Linked DNA regions of Mus musculus: all the other regions are linked to region 6. Evidence: chromatin contacts called from public Hi-C, HiCAR-type, HiChIP or PLAC-seq and promoter capture Hi-C data. All regions are on one chromosome and are shown on one strand. Each heading gives the region's core, a stretch centred on a gene start, on an enhancer-like site or on the middle of the called end of the contact. The rest is flanking DNA. Distances are from core to core; before and after follow the strand shown.

The links. Promoter capture Hi-C pulls out the DNA fragments that hold promoters and counts their contacts. A called contact is a pair of places that touch in the nucleus more often than the background predicts. HiCAR-type assays count read pairs that join an accessible place to other places. HiChIP or PLAC-seq counts read pairs in DNA pulled down with a chosen protein or histone mark.
Region 1: a contact with region 6 is called in a HiCAR-type map of astrocytes, with 4 times the contacts expected there. The contact joins the promoter of Rps6 here to the promoter of Cntln in region 6. A contact is called at or near these places in 2 of 115 datasets of contacts at active chromatin or transcription factors (astrocytes and large pre-B cells).
Region 2: a contact with region 6 is called in a HiCAR-type map of fibro-adipogenic progenitors, with 4 times the contacts expected there. The contact joins the enhancer-like site here to the promoter of Cntln in region 6. A contact is called at or near these places in 6 of 39 promoter capture datasets (cranial neural crest, embryonic stem cells, liver and 2 more) and 5 of 115 datasets of contacts at active chromatin or transcription factors (the NIH/3T3 cell line, embryonic forebrain, embryonic stem cells and 2 more).
Region 3: a HiCAR-type map of astrocytes shows a contact between it and region 6, with 2.6 times the contacts expected there. The contact joins the promoter of Ccdc171 here to the promoter of Cntln in region 6. A contact is called at or near these places in 2 of 115 datasets of contacts at active chromatin or transcription factors (astrocytes and large pre-B cells).
Region 4: a contact with region 6 is called in a Hi-C map of uterus, with 4 times the contacts expected there. The contact joins the enhancer-like site here to the promoter of Cntln in region 6. A contact is called at or near these places in 3 of 39 promoter capture datasets (cranial neural crest, hippocampal neurons and second pharyngeal arch cranial neural crest), 1 of 484 Hi-C or Micro-C datasets (uterus), 1 of 115 datasets of contacts at active chromatin or transcription factors (astrocytes) and 1 of 9 other capture datasets (embryonic stem cells).
Region 5: a promoter capture Hi-C map of stem cell-derived epiblast-like cells shows a contact between it and region 6, with 6 times the contacts expected there. The contact joins the enhancer-like site here to the promoter of Cntln in region 6. A contact is called at or near these places in 4 of 39 promoter capture datasets (cranial neural crest, embryonic stem cells, maxillary cranial neural crest and 1 more), 1 of 15 datasets of contacts at CTCF or cohesin (the NIH/3T3 cell line) and 3 of 115 datasets of contacts at active chromatin or transcription factors (embryonic stem cells, forebrain and neural tube).
Region 7: a contact with region 6 is called in an H3K4me3 HiChIP or PLAC-seq map of embryonic limb bud, with 7 times the contacts expected there. The contact joins the enhancer-like site here to the promoter of Cntln in region 6. A contact is called at or near these places in 6 of 39 promoter capture datasets (the 3T3-L1 cell line, cranial neural crest, frontonasal cranial neural crest and 3 more), 4 of 484 Hi-C or Micro-C datasets (the C2C12 cell line, cerebellum, cortical neurons and 1 more), 8 of 115 datasets of contacts at active chromatin or transcription factors (the NIH/3T3 cell line, astrocytes, embryonic limb bud and 3 more) and 3 of 9 other capture datasets (embryonic stem cells, embryonic tail and embryonic trunk).

Annotation. Positions count from the first base shown.
Region 1 is chr4:86,855,736-86,858,833 of GRCm38.p6, forward strand. It overlaps Rps6 (ribosomal protein S6), which reads right to left and starts at 1,632. Exons shown (of 5, transcript NM_009096.3): 1 at 1,586-1,632; 2 at 993-1,124; 3 at 411-621; 4 at 132-278. The coding sequence starts at 1,591.
Region 2 is chr4:83,831,047-83,833,909 of GRCm38.p6, forward strand. The region is part of intron 25 of Ccdc171 (coiled-coil domain containing 171); the gene reads left to right. All of the region lies in intron 2 of Gm42309 (a long non-coding RNA gene), which reads right to left. Among named protein-coding and RNA genes, the nearest start is that of Gm42309, 9.6 kb to the right of the region's middle. Within about 2 kb of position 1,500, at least 55 of the 459 cell types and tissues checked have an H3K27ac peak or open chromatin away from gene starts, as enhancers often do. A contact at or near this core is called in fibro-adipogenic progenitors, where this site is marked.
Region 3 is chr4:83,524,133-83,526,990 of GRCm38.p6, forward strand. It overlaps Ccdc171 (coiled-coil domain containing 171), which reads left to right and starts at 1,413. Exons shown (of 26, transcript NM_001355378.1): 1 at 1,413-1,638.
Region 4 is chr4:83,655,277-83,658,273 of GRCm38.p6, forward strand. Ccdc171 (coiled-coil domain containing 171) reads left to right here. Exons shown (of 26, transcript NM_001355378.1): 12 at 252-358; 13 at 2,036-2,125. Among named protein-coding and RNA genes, the nearest start is that of Gm25899, 130 kb to the left of the region's middle. Within about 2 kb of position 1,400, at least 65 of the 459 cell types and tissues checked have an H3K27ac peak or open chromatin away from gene starts, as enhancers often do. A contact at or near this core is called in uterus, where this site is marked.
Region 5 is chr4:83,768,258-83,771,065 of GRCm38.p6, forward strand. The region is part of intron 23 of Ccdc171 (coiled-coil domain containing 171); the gene reads left to right. Among named protein-coding and RNA genes, the nearest start is that of Gm42309, 72 kb to the right of the region's middle. Within about 2 kb of position 1,329, at least 3 of the 459 cell types and tissues checked have an H3K27ac peak or open chromatin away from gene starts, as enhancers often do.
Region 6 is chr4:84,883,041-84,886,063 of GRCm38.p6, forward strand. It overlaps Cntln (centlein, centrosomal protein), which reads left to right and starts at 1,269. Exons shown (of 26, transcript NM_175275.4): 1 at 1,269-1,784. The coding sequence starts at 1,425.
Region 7 is chr4:83,790,738-83,793,866 of GRCm38.p6, forward strand. All of the region lies in intron 23 of Ccdc171 (coiled-coil domain containing 171), which reads left to right. Among named protein-coding and RNA genes, the nearest start is that of Gm42309, 50 kb to the right of the region's middle. Within about 2 kb of position 1,279, at least 6 of the 459 cell types and tissues checked have an H3K27ac peak or open chromatin away from gene starts, as enhancers often do. A contact at or near this core is called in embryonic limb bud, where this site is marked.

The DNA.
Region 1 (3,098 bases), core at 382-2,881, 2.0 Mb after region 6:
CCTTCGTAATCTCAGAATCCTGGCCATTCCTAACCCCAAAGCCATGAACATAAAGTCTGGTAAGCCAGACTCCGGGCTGGCAAGCAAAGCTGCAGCAGTAGCACAATACACCCCCCCCCCAAATCCATTACCTTCTTTGTTTAAGGGCTTCCTGACAACATACTGGCGGACATCATCTTCTTTGGAGAGATTAAAAAGCTTGCGGATTCTACTAGCCCTTTTAGGTCCCAACCGACGAGGCACAGTAGTGTCTGTCAGTCCAGGAATATCCTTCTCTCCTTAAAGAAACAATCAAAATAGAGACATTAAATGTTTATCACTTGGGAAACAACTTCTTGGGCCAATGCCCACTACCTAGGAGGCAGATCTCTCTCAATAAACAAGCAAGCAAGCTTCAACAAAAGCCTCACCTTTCTTTACAATGACCAAGTTGAGAACACTGAGATTAGCGTCCACAATGCATCCACGAACAGACTTGCGCTTCCTCTCTCCAGTTCTCCTTGGCCTGTAACAGGAATGCCCCTTACTCAACAGCAGGCGCACTCTGCCATGGGTCAGAACACCTTGCTTCATGGGAAAACCTTGCTTGTCATTCCCACCGCTGATCCGGACCACATAACCCTGCGTTGAACATAAAATAACAACATTTTACTAGTTCAGTTCCAACCTACTAAGTGCAGGTTCTTAACCTCTTAGGTTCAACACCCGACTAGGGAGAATAACTGAGACCAATTTCAACCACTCACGTTTTGTCTCCGTTTCCAACTAAGGTAAACTAGCCATCTCTCTCCTTTTGACTTACCCTGACTACCCCGGTTTTACTAGCATGAACATGAAAGGCTTTTTTTAAGACCCTGAATTCCGTACGGCAAGCAAGAAAGAAGCATGTCCTTTCGGCCCATTTCCCCAAACTTGGTTCTATTAATGAAACTTAACCCAAAACAGCCCTTGCGCTCGCCAAGCTGGGACATGGATGCCGGTAACAACCTTACCTTCCACTCTTCACCAAGAGCATCAGCGGCTACTTCCGTGGCCATGCGCTTCTCATAGAAGGTGCGGAGCTTGCGCTCGTCATCCACCTCGATGAGCTTCTGACAGCCGGTGGCGGGGAAGGAGATGTTCAGCTACAGTTTTAAAGGGGGACAAGAGAGAACCTTAGGGACCCAAGCCGGGCCGACAACGCAGGGCGTCCGAGGCTCGGATCCCACGCCCGGCAAAGCGCCGCATCCACGGGACATTTTACAGGAGCTCTGTGGGATGCTGAGGACGCCGGGCGACCCTCAAGACCTCCGCTAGCAGAGTGGCGAGGGCTCGAGAGCCGCAAGGCTGCCAGCCGCGAGCGGGGCTTCGGGACCGCGCGTGCCGGGCCCGGAGCCGGGCGCCGCTATGGCGCTACGTCCACCGCGGCGGCGCTGCAATCGCCCGCCATCCGCTCTCCCAGAGCGTCCCAGGGCCGCCAAAACGAGTTCCCTCCCGCCTCGGATCCTTCTCCACTTAGTGCGGGACTTATGCGAGCCTGGGACCGAGGCCGTGCCGCACGCTCGGGCTCGGGCGGCCTCACTCGGCCCTGGCCGGGGACGCCTACCTTCATCTTGACACAGCCGAGCGCCTGGGAGGCGTCACGAAAAAGAGGCCCGACTTCCGCTTAACCCAGGGCACATAGCGCTCTAAGTTCTCGCGAGAACAGCCGGCGGAAGTGACTTTAGAGGGGCGTTACTTCCGGGCGTAGATTAACTAGACTATGGAGAGGCCGGTTTGCAGCGAGCTGTCATTTTAGCTTCCTGGACCTTCCTGGTGACGGGGTCTGTCGTTTATCACCGGGGTTAGCCGCTTCCAGACTGGTCTACTGAGGAGCCGAATCTCCGTTTGCGACCCTGGTTTCTAGTAGTACCTAAAATGGGAAAGCACGACCGGAATTGTCGCCCTGGCTGTCAGGTCCCTCATCCGTACAGAAGATTTCCAATCCGGGATCTTGTCCTGATCCCAGCGATTGAGTGGCTCCTGTAGTCGCCGGACCGCAGAGGCTAAGCAGTCACGTTTACCCAGCACAGACATCTATCGTATGCCTCAGAGTCTTGAGCCTCTCTGCTTTCGCTCTTCTTCTGCCAAAATTGTCCCTTTTGTGGCTGGGCTGGGGGTGACAACTCAGATTGGAAATTGAGCCTCGGGGCTCATCACTGAGCGGCACCGTCGTTGTCAGCTCTTTTTTCAAAACACAAATTAACACCATTTCCATGCTTGTTTACTGCAGTCACACACAGTTCTGTTCAAACTCGTCTTTTGTTTTTCTGAGACTGTCTTTGTATAAAACCCTGGCTGTTCTGAAAGTCTCTATGTACATCATACCCATCTGCTCACCACTGTCACCAATTTCTGTCTCTAAAATTTTGAGTAAGTCCATCATGTGATGGAATCAAATGGAAGTTGTCTTTTTATAACTGGCTGGCTTCACTGAGTGCAGTCTTCAAGTTTATATTTTTCTTCCTTTTAAAGGCGCGTGTGTGTGTGTGTGTGTGCGCGCGCGTGCGCGCGCGCGCGATCACATTTTGTGTGTTGATTTTCTTGTTGAACATTTTTGTTGCTTTATACAATATCCTTGGAAGTATGGCTGCCTGCCTCTGCCCTCAGACATCAGAAGGGGTCTGATCCCTTTGAATTGGAGTTACAGATGGTTGTCAGCTGCCATGAAGGTTCTGGGAATTGAATGCTGGTCCTCTGGAAGCCCAGCTACTAGTCTTAACCACTGAGATGTCTCTCCAGACCCTGTGACCTATTTTTAAATTTTGGATTGTTAGACCTGCCATTGGTGATGCCTGCTTCTAACCCTGGCACTATGGAAACAGGCAGGACGGCTGTCACAAGTTCTTGCCAGCTTGGACTATATAGTAAATTCCAGGGTAGGCAGAAATACACAGTGAGAGCCTGAATCAAACATGCACACAAGTGAGAGAGGGGTTGGAGGAGCTTGCATGTGATACTGAGGTATCTGAAGGCAGGCTTTCACCTTGCAGCCCAGGCTGATGTCAAACTCCACGGTGTTGCTGGGGGATGACTCCTGATCCTGGAGCTTTCACCTCTCAAGTGCTGAGATTATCATA
Region 2 (2,863 bases), core at 250-2,749, 1.1 Mb before region 6:
GGCAGGTGGCAGATTCACATGGCTGCCACCACTGCAAGAACATTCTCCACAGCACTGTGGTATAGACACACCAAGATGAAGGTCCCTGCCCTGAGCCAAGCCACACTCTCTTTTAATAACAGAGCTGCTTAATTTGGGTGAATTCACTTGAATCATGTGAAAGTAATAGACACAACACTATGCACCAAGCCACAAAAAAGTTAAAAAATTTTTCCTGAACTTTAAAAAAAAAAAAAAGAATGATTTTCTCTGGACGAGCTTAAGAGTCGACATCCTGTGCTGGAGTTCTCTAATCATCACCAGCACAATTTACAATCAGAACACACAGAGAGCCAGTTCAGACCAGCTCATCTGTTGATCTTGGCAATGGCCCTTCATCTCACTGTGTACAGCTGCCACTTAAGAGTGGGGGGGGGGACTCAGCGGAGAGTTGGGGGCGGGCTGCGAGGCTGGTCAAGGCAGGAGCACACAGACCTGCTTCATCTCAGTGGTCTTTCGTATTTTACTGCCCTCCACCCCTTTTTTTTTTTTAAACTCAAAATTAAATACGGACCTCTCCTGAACCACTGCGCTCCAGGCATAAGAAATTGTAATGTCTGGCTTCCAGAAACTGTCCCGTCAAAATGTGCTTCTGATTAGGTGGCTTAATTACAGCTGTGAAAACAATGTTGATTTAGGCCGCAAGATTCCAGGGCATGTCAGCTGCTATTAGCTAACCTTGGACTGAATCCACCATTTTAAAACTCTGTGCCACTAAACTCACCCTGCCTGACAACTTTTTATTTAGGTGGAAAAGTTGCCAAAAGCAGTACATTTTAATCAACGTATTGTTCAACACACAATTTCATTTGTATCACCATTAATGACTCTATCAAGAACAAGGAAACTCCATTTGTTCAAACCAGTAAGTCCTGAGTAGTATTTTTGAGGGGCAACTGACACAAGAATTACTTTTAACTCCTTTAATTCAGTTTTATTTTAATTCTAGCATGTTGGTTTAACCACCCAACTTTATTACACCTAAATTTTCCTGACAGTTTCATTTGCTGTTAGGAAATAAAATTGCAATTTTTTTTTTCAGCATGGGAAATAATGGCTAGTTTTTAAAATGTTATGGTGGAAGCGTCCCTTGCCTGAAGCGTGTTCAGACCCAAACTCAGTTTACTTTTGGAAGGAAACGGACCTCATTAAATGGTTTTTTAATATTTTAATATCGCCTAAGTATTTTTCCATGGTGAGAAGGCTGATTAGACCTGTCTGTTTCCACCTGCAGGGGAGCTAGAGGTTGTAATTATTTGATGGCTCTGGTGCTCTGGCCTTTTCAATACAATTGATGCAGATACCGTGAATAGCTATGTATTTGAGGTCATTCCAATTTCTTTCACTATTGGACATGAAAACTTACTCTTATGTGACATGAATGACAATATCACAGAACAACAGTTGAAAAAAGTCAGTAATTAAAAGAAAGCAGTGCACTGAAGGCAGAAGCATGACAGGAAGTACAAAAGGCATTAAGTCTCATAATCATCTCATGAGAACTTTTCCTTGAAAATCCTTTTCAGTGAATGATGAGCGAGCTAACTCAGCATTTGTTCAAGTTGTAGTAGGAGTTCATACATAGGTAGTGTTTGGTAGAAGTGGATGAGCATATAGGTAATATGTGTGTTTTGAAAGAAAGTGTTGGACTCCTGATTCAAGACAGAGTTGAAATCAGTCGTCTTGTAAGTATCCAATAACAACCCAGAACATCTTCAAACTACCAGATTTTTTTGGAGGCATGCTCTACATCTGTCTTTAGTTCATCTATCATTTGAGTTAATCTTCATGTCAAACTTATAAAGTAAATTTATAAAACTTGTAAAAGAAATTTATAAAACTTACAAAGGAAAAAGAGAGGGTATACAATATGCCCAAGATGACAGAGTCTAGGCCAGAGCTACTGACCATTTGCATACAACCCATACCCTAAAGATATGACTAGATATTCTTTCTGAAAAAAAATTCAGGAGATGCAACAGAGAGAAAACATCAGGCACGACAAGGTCACATTGTCATTTAAGGGACAAGTGCATTTAAATCTGAATAAAAGTTTTATAGCTTTCCGTGTCTAAAAACCCCCCAGCTAATTTCCCCCCTTTCAGCATGAAGCGGCTGTGTATAGAGCCTGGCACATTCTCTAGCCCTGCAGTTATGATCTTTTACCTAGAACAAAAGGGCTTCCTCCTTCTCTTTTGAAGCTGCTTTTATGCAAGAGGAATTCAAGGTGTATCCTTCCATGTTAGGCTGGTTTGAAGTTTCAAATTTCTTGCGTTTGTTCTTATGGTTCTGTGTTCTCGGAGAAATTGCGAAGAAATAGCTGTCTTCGTTTTTGCAGAACTTTGGCTTAGGGCATCCTTTGATAGAAGCTGAACGCGGCTCATTCTTTTGGTTATCCCTTTATTCTCAGTGTTTGCCTGACACAGATGAGAACGATGCCCCCACTAAGATAAAGGGCAGTGAAGGTTGGGGTCTTCAGTCCATCATTTAGTTCTTTGGAATTCTAGTTGAAAATAATGGATTTGGTGGAAAATGTGCCATATAGATTGTATGCAGTATAGATTTATTTTCCTCACAATAAAAATGATTATTTCAATATAGCTCTGCTAAACCTTTCTGGTGTCTTGGGATTCACTTTGAAAAGGTGTCTTATTAAGTAACACTGGGTATGATAGATTGTTCTGATTAAAATTATGCATATCTTTATTGGTTTTGACTTTTCTTGGTAATATGACATTTTTTCTTTAAGCAAGTATAAGAATAAAAGTGTTTTGAAGGATAAGTATATTTCTTCCTATGTAGGTATCTTACTCAATTTTTTTGT
Region 3 (2,858 bases), core at 163-2,662, 1.4 Mb before region 6:
GTGTGTGTGTGGCCCATGATTTGTAACCCCAGTGTTCCGGAGGCTATGGCAGGGGATCCAGAATTTGGGGCCTGATTGGGCTACATAGGGAATTAAAAAACCCCACCCAGACAAAACCAAGAAAGCAAAACAACAACAAAATCACTTCCCTCCAAACAAAAATCTTTCAAATAACAAAACTAAGCCGTATACAATTTAAAAAAAAACTCTCATCTTCCAGGACTGTCAGGCCACACAGAGAAACCCATGGTGGTGGTGAATGTAATCTTATTTATTGTAATTCTCCATTTGATTCCTAAGTAGAGAGGGCTACTTTTGTTTCCTTCAGTTTGTTTTCGAAGCAGTTATCTCTTCTGGCTAAAGCCTTAAGAAGCAAGGAAAACCTTTTAAAAACCAAACAACTGACCTCAAACCAATTAAAGTTTCTCAGCAGTGCAAGAACCAAAGTTTTAATCTATTTGCTCTTAGGACTGTTAACTTTCCAGAGCGAGAGCAGGCGAGAACCCCAACACCTGGTTCAGGCTGATTACAACCAACCCCGGACAAGTTTAGCATAAAAGGCTCATTTTGTATGAACACTTGTGGAAAGAAGGTAGTGGCGGCAGGGATAAAAACCTTTCATCAAAATCCTGCCATTTCGCATTGTTCTTTAGGGAATAGGCTTTCAAAAGCCAAGGAACAAAAGAGGATTTGCTTTTCCAATCCTCTGAAGCGGCTACAGGGCGAACCAAAGCTCTTTATAAATTGTGGGCGAGGAGGGGGAGGGGCTGAAATCTAGCAGAGATGGAGCTCAAGGCGAGGCTCCAAGGCCTTATTTGCCAATGAATCCGGTTCTGCATTATTTGTAATCAAAGACGCTCAGCAGCATCAGAGCACCGACCTACATTCTATCCACCCAAGCCAAAATACAAAAGAAATCGATGGGAGGAGGAGACTGCAGGAGGAGGGCGCTGAGAGTCTGCCACCTGTGCCGAAGCCCAGGCACTCTCCCTGGGGACCCTGGCATCGGCCGCGGTCCTAGCGGGTTTCTCGGGCCGAGAGCCAGCTAAGAAGACGTTTACAGAGCAGGAACAGGCTGCTGCCCTTTTCCGAGGCTGGAAATGTGCACGCCACTCGGTTGCGGGAGTTCTGAAACAAGGAGAAGGCACAGCATGCCGGCGCTGGAGCGCGCATGGGGTGGAACGCGGCCCCGAGCCACCCGTGTGCTTTGCGCACGCGTACCCCACCCCTGGCGCATGCGCAATATACCCCGCCTGCCGCGGGAGCGCGCGCGGTTGCGGGCCGGCGCTTCTCTTCCAGCGCGAGCCCGCGTTCTCTGAGTACGCGCGTATCCTGGAGCTGGGGCTCGGGCGGCGGGCGGGACGCTGGGGACGCGGAGGCGAGGGGCGGGCCTGCCGGGGCGGGGCCAGGGAGGCGGAGAAAGTCGCGGCTGCCCAGAGCCTCGTCGCGTGTTCCGGGCCCCCGGAAGTGGCCGTTGTAAACTTCACCTCGTAGACTTTCTCCATCCTGGCCCTAGAGTCCATCGGCTTTCCCCAGTTGTCACTCTTTCTCCTGAGAGTTGCCTGACCTCCCACTCACCCCGAGACCTGAAGCTGCCTGGGGGTCGTGGGTGTGCAGGCTGGACCACGCGAGTCCGAGGTAACTGCGGGCTGTGGGTGCAATGGTGACTGGCGCCCGGGACCGGGAGGTGCTGAGAGGAGACTGGGCTTGCAGAGAGGACCCGGCTGAGGGCTGCTAGCTGGTGCTGACACGCCTCCAGCTCAGCCTCCAGCCTCCAGCCTCCAGCTCAATGGCCAGGGCTCTCCGCCCACCTTGAGGAAGCCGAGCATCTTCGCTGTACTCCGAGGACCGGTGGGGACTAGAGTCCTCGGAGCTCTTTGGGATCAGTACCCAAGGATCACTTTTTTTTTTTTCGTGTTTTACCTTCATTTTATTTAAATGCCTACCACACTTTAGGCACCCTACAAACGTTTGATAAGCAAAACAATGAGTTATGCAACTTCTGCCTACCACCCACCTTGGGACTTAGAAAAGTCAGCTGTGAGTTTAAAGCTGAATTTTGCGTACAAGCACACACCCCCCCCCCTTTGACTTTTTAATCATTTACGATATTCATATTAATCAAATACATAACTTAGAGACGATATCAAACAGCTTCTAAGATTTTGCACGTTGATGTTTTATACTTTTCCTAGTATTGGAGAAATGAAACTACCGTTTTGTTATTTGTATTTATCAGTGCTTAGTAACGACCAAACTGTGATAGAGCCGGAAATGCAATCCTTTCCAGTTAAAGGCAGAGGAATGCAGGCAGTGCAGCGGGATTCTAGGGAAAGTGAAGGCGGCTGTTTTAGCTTGGAGCTTGTGTGTAAATCCTGGCTCAGCCATTTATTAGCTGTGACAGGCAAATCACCTGTCGCCTGGACCTTAGGTTCTTTATGTCAAATAAGCAGAGTGGGCTTAGTCTTTCAGGCTCCGTTTACTTTTTGTTTGTTTGAGTTTCTTTGTCTTAGGCGTGTTTTATGGACAGAATCACACATCTCCTTCACCTCTCTTCTTTTTTCAGAGATGGGATGAAAGGTGGTTGAGACTGAACAAGAATCATGGGCACAAAAGTGTTCTGCTATTTGAGCTGCACTCAGCTCTGAAGTGCCCCCTTGCCAAATGAACCGTGTAACTGCTGATAGTCCCACACAGGTGTCACGACTAATGAATGCAAAGCTGCATAGACAAAAAAAAAAAAAAAAAAAAAGTGGATTTAGTGTTAGGGAATCAAGCCCTTTCCTCTCGATGAGTAAAGAAAAAAAAAAATAGCATTTGGTTAGACACCCAAACTGAGAAGGTAGTGGAAGTGCTGT
Region 4 (2,997 bases), core at 150-2,649, 1.2 Mb before region 6:
GGGGGAAGTTAAGTGTCTTGATAGGGTAGAAACACATTTGAACTTACTATATTATGAGTTTTAATTGGGTCATTTATTTAGAAACAGTATCAGCACTTGACTGTACAGCCATGTGCCTAGAGAATACATTTCTGTTCATGTTTCATGTCTTTCTGGCTTTCTTACTAATTGTAATGTCTCTGTTACTGTTTGCTTAGCTTCTGAGCCTGTGTGACTTTAAGGGTGTGTTTTCATCCCATGCTTTTCTCCAGGCGTCCACAAGGACAAAGATAAGCCTCCCAGCTTCTCCGTCGTCCTTGAGACTTTGAGGCGGACCTTGACAGATTACCAGAACAAGCTGGAAGATGCATCTAATGAGGTAACACGTGGACTGTTTGGCTCCACACACGGCCTTCAGGCAGTACCAGTATGCAGCCCTTGCTTGTTACAAAGGTCAAAAAGATTGGGGATGTTGAATTGACAGCTTCACAGATACAGAAATAATAAACCCTTGTCACTGTTCTTTCTTCAAGTGTGGCCTAAAGTAGTGTCTCACTCCCATTTTGTAATTCTGTAGACACACAATGAAAGGTTCCTGTCACTTGGCCTGAGTAACTTATCTGTGCAGAGAATTTAAGTGAAACGTTCTCCATTTAAATGTCAGCATGTTTATGATCTGTGGGTGGTTGAAGAATTTAGGTTTCATTAAGAGTTTAACAGTTTCTAAACCACAGAAATCTTAATAAAAAACGGAAATTAATTTTCGTGCTCCAAAGGGAGTTTAGTGTTGTTAGAAGTTTTTAAAAACAAATATCTGTTTGATGTAGACTGAAAGCTGTTAATTTGCAGATTAAAAAGCTCAGGCTTCTGGTTGTCATCTCATTTGTATTGTTTAATATGTGAGTCAGTAATTTTCTTGGGTATTAAAATATTTTATGAATTTATGCTTTAAAAATTGAAGAGTTTGTCTAGATACTTCTTGTCAAATTAGCATAGGTAGTAACTACATTAGTTAGCAAAACAACAGATCTTTGTATAGCCATCGACAAGCCCCATAGCTTAGAGTTAATCTCTTTGCTTTATGTAACTCAAAACCTGCAGATTCACTTGTGTACTCCATTGGCAGAGGCTTATTTTATTTTAGGTATGCAGGGGGGGGGGGCAAAAAAGAATTAGTCTGTTTTCTAAAACACCTTCTGTAATTGTTCACAAGAGAAAAGTGAGCATTAAAATAACTAAATTCTTTGAAGAACAGACATTTGTAAGTCTTCCTGGAGAGACGAGAGAACCTGGATTGTTAGTAGTTTTGAAGTTCTTCTGAGGCCTAGGCCTGGCCGCTGCGGAGTAACTAGGAGCAGGACCCACAGCGAATTGTTATTTGGGAGGATGAATGTCACATGATCCTCAGCACAGTTGAAAAGTCGACTCAGCAGGCTTTGGCTTAGTAATGTGCTTTGTTGTGAACCAGTGCCAGAGACAGCAGTGGGGAGACCAAGGGGGTGGCCGCAAAGAAAGCAAGAAGAGCAGCCTGACAGAAAGAAGAATGAACTGTCAAAGAAAATAAATCACAGGCGGAGCGGGACCAACTGATGACCTGCCACAGCCTTCCCAGTAGGACTGCCTGTGACTGACCCCGAAGCTGTCATGCGGAGTGAGGGACCAGTGAATACCCTCTTGATGTAAAGCAGCAGCCCCCCTCCCCCGCACTGTTCCCCCTAACTGTTCTCGCGTCTTCCCTTATAGTTGCCACAGCTTCTGGCATTCGGTCCAGTAGGATTTTAAGAATAAAGCTATGTTTACAGTAAGAACGCAATTCTTTTATCTAGATAGCGGGCAGAGTAGGAACATCCCTGGCGTTTTAAGGCTGAATGCTCTCTTTGCAGCCAGGTGAGCATGTGACAGAAACTGCACAGCCTTTAACCAGAACAGAAGTGTTGTAGACTCAACCACTGTTGAAATAGTTATGCCTAAGTAATCGCATAGCAAGCATTTGGACATTAGCTTTTGGGTCACTCCTTCTTGAAGAAATGTCAAAAAGCTATTTTTCTTTCATCAGCTAAACAACATAAATGATGCCAAGGAAAAGACATCCAACGAACTCGATTCCACCAAACAAAAGATTGAGACTCACATTAAAAATACAAAGGTATTGCAGTTCATGGTAACTTTTTCCCCTTTGCTAAGAGACAAATATATTATGAAGGGATTATTTTAGAGATACCAGAAAATAAAGCTTCCATTTTCAAAGTATTTTTGAGCATTCAAAAAAAATTTTTTTTTACGTTTTTTGTTGATCAAGTGTTAAAGGAAGCCTTGGTCTCCCTGATGAGATTATGATATTACAGACTAAAGCGCTTAGCGACTGACTGTCCTGCCTTAGATGAGTATTGAGCACATGTCACGCAAGCACGTGTGCTGGGAGTGGCAGTTTCTTTTCTGGGTGGAGCCATTGTTTGTAGTACATCCTAGCTGCTTAATGGGTTGAGACCACAGTTGGCTAAGGCTCAGGAAAATAGTTGATTTTATTTTCTGTGTTAGTTTTGGCTATAGAGTTGCAAAATTTGAGTTTCCCAGTATTCGTTGAACCTGAGTTTCTAATGGACTGTTTGATAGCAGAGTTTAGTAGAAATTTAGGTCTTATTGTTCGGATTTTTTATTTTTATCAGTATTAGTATTTAGAATGTCATATGGAGAGTATATGTCCTTATATTAAAGGTAAAGAGATTTATGGTTTTCCGTGTTACTTAAGTGTTATAAAAGTTTTAATTTTTCTTTTTTCTTTTTAAAGTATCCTTTTAAAGTAATTGAAAGGAAAACTTATTTTAAATAACTTTTTGGAATAAGCAGTTTTAATAAAGTATATGTTTAAACATTACAAATTTTCTAATTTTGGTTGCAAATGTTCTACTTGGAAAATAGATTCTGTAAAATACCCTAAGTGTTTAGCATCATAAACAAACAGTGATCATTTTATACTAGAGTTTGACGGTTTTCACCGTGTATTTATGGGTGTGCCTC
Region 5 (2,808 bases), core at 79-2,578, 1.1 Mb before region 6:
TTGGCTAGTCCCTCTAAGACAGATGTCTTAAAAAATGGAAGATGTATTTGATGTCTTGCTTGGTCTCATTTCCAGTAACTCTCTCCCATGCCCCCTGCAAGGTCATTGTGAGTGGAGCTAGTTTCCTGATTTCTTTCTAACCTTGTTTTCATTTTTTTGGTTTGTTTGTAGGAAAACTTTTTTTTTTAATTGTTGATTTTATGACCTGTTAGTTTGATAAATGTGTTTATGAAGTGTATGCGTTTTCTGTGGGGTCTTTGGGGTTTTTAACATCTAGGATCATATTGTCAGCAAGTACGTTTCCTGTTTCTGTATCCTTTTATTTCTTTCTCTTGCCTTATTGCTTTCACTAAGACATCAAATACTGACAAGCTAGAGTAAAACTTCTGGGGTGATGGCTCTCCCAACCAGTGAAAGGAGAGAGGCCATGAGAAACTAAAAGGCATGATCTATTGCTCTTCCCAAGTGCAAGGTTTCATTGTAAAATTCCTAAACTAGTTTCTGTCCACTGCTGCAGTGAGCAGCTAGGAAGTGCAGGACCCCTTCTCTGGCTGCCTGTAGTATTCATATCCCCACCTTAAGCTTTCTTTTTGGGTAGTGCTAGCTGGTGCATCTGTGGGTCTTCCTAGGACTTTGTTTTTCTTTTTCTTGTAGCCCAGCTATAGGAATTCCCTTCCTTCCCAGCTGTTTGCTTATGGCTCCAAATTATGGTGTGTGTGTGTGTGTGTGTGTTTTTTTTTTTCTTTTATTAATCTACAACTCAGTCTTTCTGGGTTTTTACCTGCTGTGTTTCTTTCCTTTCCATGCTCTCTGCCATTAATAGTTAGGTTTCCCTTGCTGTAATAGAACACCACGTCCAACAACAATTTGCAGGGAAAGGGGCTGGGCTTTCACATTCTGGCCAGTCTGTTATGGAGGCCCGACAGGAACTGAAGCAGAGGCCATGGAGGAACACTCTTACTTGTTTCTTCTCCTTGGCTTGTTCACTTCCTACAGCTAACGGGGCTCTCCCACTCCAGTCATTGACTAACAACGTAGGTAGTCTCTCAGTCGAGGTTCCCTACTCTCAGATGGCTCTATTTTGTGTCAAGTGGATGAAAAAAGCTTAGCTAGCACACTGCCTGTCTTAAGTTTTACTTCTCAACTTACCCACGGTAACCAGAGGAAGGAGGCTCAGATGAATGGTTTCCAGACTAGTTTGCCTTCTGGTCATGCCTGTGGTGCCTCATCTTAATTGGTAATTGACACAGGAGGGCTCAGCTAACCACAGGCAGCATTGTTCCAGAACGGGTGGTCTTGGGCTGTATAAGTGCTAGCTAAGCACAAGCCACAAGCCAGGAAGCAGCATTCTTCCATGGTTCCTGCTGTACTTCCTGGGTTAGAGGTAATACTGCATGGAACAAGAAGACCTGCCGGCCATGGCTTGAAATGAAAAACCAATAAACCATTCCCTCCCTAAATTGCTTTGGGTTAGAGTGATGTGTCAGAACAAAGTGAAAGCAGACTCTACCACCTCTCCCTGTAGCCTGGCACCATTTAGCCAAGGCTGTGTTGTCTTCTATGTCTAACGTTTGGCAGATTCATCAGACTCTTCTCCACAGAGCTTTTCCCATTAGGCAGCTCCACCAGTGTGTATCAGGATTCCAATCGTCACGTTCTTGCCAACACTGGTTATATCCAATAATAAAAAGTTCATTCTACCGGGCATGAAATGGTATCTCACTGTGGCTTTGGTTTGCATTTCAGTTGTGGTCAATCATGCTGTACACCTTTTCTTCTGATTATGAAATACCTACTGAATTTTTCTCTTTCATTAGCTTAATTACCTTTTCATTTTTTGTAAAAGACAGAACTTGATGTAGTCCAGGCTGGACTTAATCTCACATATACCTAAGGCTGGCCTGGTACTCCTGATTTTTCTGTCCTCACCTCCAAAGTGCTGGAGTGGTGTGCATGCCAGTAGAATGGAGTGCTAGAAGCCAGTAATCTCCTGGTATCCCTGTATCAGTTTTTGAAAACACAATTTGGTTGATATCCCTGGAAGGCCTGCTCTTTTCTGAGGTGTGGTGAAGGCAGGGCTAGATCTGGAGGGAGTGGGGGGAAAAGAGAGGCTGAGGGGAGAGGAAACTGCATTTGGGATGTAATATATAAAAGAAGAAAAGGAAAAAGTTCTAAAAATTTTTTCCATCAAAATATGAAATATATATATTTAATAAAAACCTAAGGCAAATAGCAATAGGTCAGCATAATGCTACTGAGCATATCACAATTGTTGGCTACAACTGCTGGTCCAAAACTCAACCCATATAGCTTAGGCCAACTTCTTTTCAAAAGAATATGAAAACTATTCAAGAGTAAAAATTGTGTTTTCAAAAATTTTCATTTCTTCCAACACTAATTTAAATTTCTACATACAGCTTCATGTCATATTAAATTTATTTCTAAGTATTTTATTTTTTGTGATGCCATTATAAATGGAATTTGTTCTTGAATTCACTTTAATTCTCAATTTTTGACATGGCATCTGATTTTGTTGTTGACACAACATATTCTATTTAGAAACATAACGTATTCTAAAACATGACTGAATTAGTTCTAATAGAGGTGTGTGTGTGTGTGTGTGTGTGTGTGTGTATGTGTGTGTTACTTGGGTAAATTGACATCCTTTATGGTACATGTTCCTTTGAATATTCAGTGGTTCATTTTGCTAGCATTGTCTGAGGGTTCTACATATATATACAATATACACAATGTATATTGATCTTACGGCAGTTGTCAGGCTGGGATCAGACCAGTAATGAATGAGTT
Region 6 (3,023 bases), core at 19-2,518:
ACAGAGACTCTTAATGATCTTGGAGCTTGCAGATTTGGCTAGAGTAGCTGACCAGCAAGTCACAGGATCTGGCCTCTGTCTCCTAAATTCTGGGATTACAGGTCTGCCAACATCATGGCAGCCGGCTTTGGAAAACACACGTGGGCTCTGAGGGATTGAATTCATGATTTCACGGCAAGCACTGCATGGGCTGAGCCATCATGGCCCCGAGCCCTACATGCACTGGAAACATGTAATTCTCTAATACACTTTGCAGTGTTGGAAGGATGACCAGAGGCAGTCTTCGGGCATGCCGACTCAGTACAGGCAAAAATGGTTTGAAAATGGTAACTTCACGGTGGGACTCTCAATCCCTACTTCAAATCTCTTCCAAGAATTCTGTAAACTTTTCCTAGAAAACAAAACAAACAAACAAACAAACACCCCCCCCCCAACAAACCAGCAACAACAAAAAAGTAATTCTATCTTTCTGTGAAACTCAGCTCAGCGTGCGCGCGTTCACTAAGTTTAGCACTCTGGAGGAAGTGTCTTAAGGGCAAAGAAAGGTTATTGTGTTTTTGAAGTTTATAGCAAAGCAAGTGAGAAAAGACCAGAGACTAAAAAAGTGAGTCAGTCTCATTTCTTTCATCAGACTCCATTGCTGACTTTAGTTCGGTCCAAGGACACCAAGCCGTTGGGCCTTGTAGGACAAAGTTGCTCTGATATCCAGCCAAGGGATAAAGAAATTGACATAAAGACTCAAAGGAAACCATGACTCTTGCAAAACAAAAGACAAAGGGTGTAGGAAGGATCATAATTCAAGTGGGAAGCCTGCTCGATAGTCCCAGCTCAGCACAAGGCTTTCCGCGTCTCCTTGACTTCAGTCGGTTAGATGTCAGCCGCACGTAAGGCAGCGTTGCCAAGGGGTGTGAAGAAAACACTTAACTCTAAAACCTATTCCCTGATCCTCAAGGAGCTTACAACAGCGTTGGAGAGATTAGCGGGGTAACTAACACTTGAGGGCGGTCAATGAAACGTGAAAAACGAGTTGGCAGAAGCCTTGGAGGAGGAAAGAATTCACAGTTCTGGATCACTGGGGGCTGGGGGCTTGTCAGGAAGGCTTTAAGACGAGGGATGTAAAGTAGGCCCTCGGCGGAGCTAGGGCGTTAGGAGGGCGGGAAAGTCAGGCACTTCGGACTCGGGACAGTGGAGGCGCCAGCAATGAACTTGCTGGTCGAGCCTCCGCCGGCCCGGCGCGCATGCGCAGATCAGCTCAGCCGCCCGCGCTCGGAGCTGGGCCCGCGGCAAGCCCACTAGGAACCGCGATCGCCGGACCAGGCGGGAAAAGCTCCGCGCATGCGTAGGACGGCAGGCCAGGCTCCCCAGGATGGGGAAGGGAAGGTGGAGTTTTCAAGCGGGAACTTGACCCGTTAGGCGCCGCGGCCATGGCGGCGCGCTCGCCGTCTTCCTCGCCGCCTCCGCCCCCGGTGCGGCGGTCCAGCCGGCGGTCCCTGCGCGTCGGGCGCGGAGCCGAAGTGCACGCTGTGCGCAGCGAGGCCTCGGGTCTGGCGGGCGCCGCGAGGGAGGTCGTCGCGGATAAAAGCGACTTACTTTGGAGGGGCGAAGAAGGGTCAGGGGGACGGCGAGGGTCGGGGCGGGCCGGGGCCGCTGTCGCTCCTGTCGCCAGCGCGCCCGCGGGTTCCTGGTGGCCAGAGGGCCTCTCCTCGGAGGAGGCGAAGGCGACGCGATCGCAGCTGCTGGAGGAAGAGCTGAGCAGCCTAAAGGAGGAGCTGGCCCTGTGTCAGGTATCAGGACTGGCCGCCGGCCTTCCTGTCCACGGCCCCGGCCGGGGGCAGCGCCGCCCATCACCGCCGCCCGAGCTCATGCTCGCGGCCCGGGGCACCTAGTGAACCCTCCCGGGACGCGCCCTCCAGGCTCCACGCCCTGCCTCTGCCCACTGTCTGGGCTGCAGGCTCTGTCCCGCTGCAGACCCGGGTTTCGATTTTAATAGGATGCTCTCCAGAGGCTCCTTCCTCAAAGCCCAAGTTCCTGGTGCTGTCTAGTGATACCCAGTGCCCACGAGTGGAGTGCATTCGTGAATTGAAATAAACAGGACCGTGTCAGAAAAATAAAATCCACTGATGGAAATTGCCCGTTTTTAAACTTCAGACCCACACTTAACCCTTGTTCTTACCTTGTTAAACTTAAGTTCCAAACACAACCACAGTTTTTAGAAAGCCCTGGGAACGGGACTACAACCTTAGGATGCTACGTATTCATTTATTAACTTCCAGTGATCCCATAGTGAAGTACTTTCATGTGAGTGTGCCAGAGGAAAGCAGTTGTTAGAGCAGTCATCTCACATTACTTCCCAGATTAGTTTGAGGGTTTGGGGATGGTGAGCTTGCCTGTCCTTCAGTGCAGAGTATTTATTTATTTATTTATTTAGTTAGTTTATTGGTTTTGCCTTCTCACCACCATCTCCTTAGATTTGGCTCTAACCACATATAGGGTTAGGAAATAAAAATGTTGAGAATTCATTCAGTTAATTACAAGTCTTTAAGGGAAAAAAATCGCTGTATTTAAGAGACACTAATTAGGAACCGCCAACACCAGAGACAGCATCAACAGAGCAGCATTATCACGTTAGATTAGTAAAACCTTGAAACTCTCTTACGGTTCTGTTGGGTTCTCTTGCTCCGTTTTATAGGTCTTTTCTGTAAAGACAAGAGAATCGTGTGTAACTTGAATACATCATTGGTTAAGCAGATTGGGGAGCAATGATCAGACTGCACCCCTTTCAGTTACTCATTTTCTATTGGCTGGCAAAACAGCAAAAGGATGTCTATAGGTCAGGGATGAACTAAGGCATTTTGTCCTCTGTAAACCTCGCCCTTGGGGAATTTAAAGATGTGTGCTCATGCTAAAGGCTTTGCTAAAGTAACAATCAATGGCCCTGCCCACATATTCTATACTGTCTCTCTACTCCCATATTTATAACCTTAAAGATGAAAATGTCCAGTATGGTACTGGCCTTGGTGATT
Region 7 (3,129 bases), core at 29-2,528, 1.1 Mb before region 6:
TCTTTTGTTGTTTGTTTTTTGAGACATGGTTTCTGTGTGTCTGTCTGTGACTATGTATGTATGTGTGTGTTTGTGTCTGTCTGTCTTTTTTTGTTGTTTGTTTGTTTTTTGAGACATGGTTTCTCTGTGTGTGTCTGTCTGTCTGTCTTTTTTGTTGTTTGTTTTTTGAGACATGGTTTCTCTGTGTGTGTGTCTGTGTCTGTCTGTCTGTCTTTTTTTGTCATTTGTTTGTTTGTTTTTTGAGACATGGTTTCTGTGTGTGTCTGTCTTTTTTTGTTGTTTGTTTGTTTTTTGAGACATGGTTCCTCTGTGTATCCCTGGTTATTCTGGACCAGCCTACCCCAGAACTCAGTAATCTCCCACCTTTGGCTCCCAGGTTCTAGGATGAAAGGCATGCACCACCACTGCCCAATTTGAGATTATTATTTAATCCATGGACCTGTGACTGATTTTTATATCCCAATTTATATTAAAACAGGGACTTTAAAAAGTGAATGCCTTCTAGAAAAAAATAGTTCTATTTTTCTAATTTTATTTCAAAAAATTTGGTAGTTAGAAATGTGCTTTAGATTCTCTTTCTGGAAGAGAGTAACTTTGTGACCAGTGGGCACGTTTCTATGGAAATTCCACATTATCTGCATTGAAAAGGCCTCTTAGTCACTTGGTGCTGAGTCTTTTTGTTCCCTTAGGGAGCAGAGCCAGCAGCAGGTGAGACTCCTCTCTGGCTGCTCTGTGAGTCAATCCCCTCCATCACCCACAGGCTCACCCACAGGCTCACCCAGCCTCAGCAGCACCTTTCTCAGCCAACATCCCCCTACCCTTGTGTCCTCTCTCCCTTGCTACCCCTCACGGCAGCTTCTTTTCAGCATTGCTATTTCTTTTGCTCATGCTGGTGCTAGTTATTCATATACTCTCAGCTTGATGGTTTTACTCTCTTTATCCATCAAGATAAAAGAAATCCTACACAATCCTTTTTCAAGATTTTTTTCTAAAAACTTTCTATAGCCATTTGAAGAACATTTTTAGAGACCTTTCCAAGTTTCAGTATAGTTTAAAAGTGGGGGAATCTTCCAGAATTGTAGGGGAGCTACTTGCGATGCAGTGTCTGTGATTTGTCCCGGGCCACTGTATCTCGGTGGCACCGGAAACTTTCAACTTTTAACGAATTATAAGTATTTCACGTGCAAGTCAAGCGAAGCACGCTAGCAGAGTGCTTGCACAGCGTCAGGATTAGTGGGGCCGAGGCTCTAAAGGACAAACTGCCTGCGGGCCTGAAAGTGCTCAAGTTTCAAACACTCAAAGGCTTTATTAGCGAATGTGGGATGTGGCCCTCTGCTCACTGTATGCCAGGCCTCCTGGGGGCAGGCTGGTACTCAGTGCCCCTTGAGTTAAAGATGTCCCTGTGCTGGCACTGTCGTGAGTTGCACCTACATGGAACTGTCCCCCCTCCATGCCCACATTAGCAATCTGCTTTTGTACTTTGACATCCAGGAATCCCCTAGTGCATTTTGTCACAGAAAAAAGAGAATCATCAATACCACAGTTAAACCTGACTTTCAAAGCTAATAGTATCTCATTTGGGGGCTCAAATTTAATAAATTTTCTTTGATTCTGGGTGAGTTTTTAAACATCAAACAATGAATTGGCCAGGGTGCAGTAAAATATTTAGATCTATTGACTATGGTTCAGAAGGGTAGAAGGCAAAACACCAGTGGTTTGATGTTGATAAATTCTCAGTACCTTAATCCACATTAATGTTTTCTTTTATCTGAGCGATCACTGGTGACAGAAAAGGAAGGAGGAAGGTACACATACCCAAGAAAGTTACAGCTGGAAGCAGTGCTACTTGTAAAATATAGTTTACTTTGTGCAGTTGAGTTTTCATCCCAACAGAAGACTGGAAACTACTGTTAGAAATACAGCACACACCATGAATGAGATCTGCAGGGAGCACGAAGTGCCCACGCTTCTGTGAGACATTCCCGGCCATGTTTGCTGCACTTCCTCTCACGGTCACTGCCTAATAGGAAAACTCAGGACTAGCCTGCGAAGACAGGGACTTGTACTTACACCCATATATCAGCACGAACAATTTAAGATGTCTTTGTTTATGGGTGTTTGCTGGCTTAAGAAAAAAACCCTACAGTATATGACAATCCGTGAGATGTCTGTGTTTTACATCTAACTGATTTTGTATAGTAGTAAATATTTCCAATAGTTTTACAGGTTGCCCAAGTAGAATAGAAAAAGAGACAGTTTATTTATTTCGCTGACTAACTGAATGATTGACTGATTGATTGATCAACTGATTGAGCCAGGGTCTAGCTGTATAGTCCAGGTTGATCTTCAACTTGCTGTGTATCCCAGGCTGGCCTGGCACCTGTGACTTCATGCCTCAGCATGCGTGTGCTGGGATTACAGGGCTGAGTTACAGTGTTAGAGCTGGGATGTTCCATAGAACAAGACATATAAGTGGATTCATTTGACGGTTAGTCTTATTTTATATACTCAACACCATTCTTGATGTGTGCTTCTGTGCTTCTTCATAAAAACTCTGTCATGTGGCTGTTAGATTCTGTGTGTATGTGTGTGTATGATCTTTGTATGTTTGTGTGTGTGAAAGAGATCTCTGTGTGTTTGCATGTGCACATGTGTTTGCACAGGGGCCTAGAAGCCAGAGGGTGAAATTAGCATCTTCTTTTGCCCCCCCCCCAAAAAAAAAACCCCTGCACTTTCTGGGTTGGAATCTCTCACTGAACTCAGAGCTCTGGATTGGTTGAACTGAGTGGCCAGAGACTCCCAGGACTCCACCGTTCCCACCTCCAGCATGTGCCTAGTTTTGGAACAGGTGCTGGGGACCTAAACTCAGGCTCTTATGCTTGCATGGTTAGCTCTTTAATCACTGAGCCAAATCCCAAAACGGTGTAAGGTAGTTTTATAGTATTTGTTAAATATATGATAGCAAAAAAAAAAAAAAAAAAAAAAAAAAAAAAAGATTTAAAAACCTACCGAAACCCACGAAATGTTAGAAAATGTTTCTGTATAAAAATGGAGAGGAGCCTGGGGAAAAGAAGGTCCAGTGACAGGCCCAAAGTGGGATCCAGCTCAAGGGGAGGTCCCAAGGCCTGA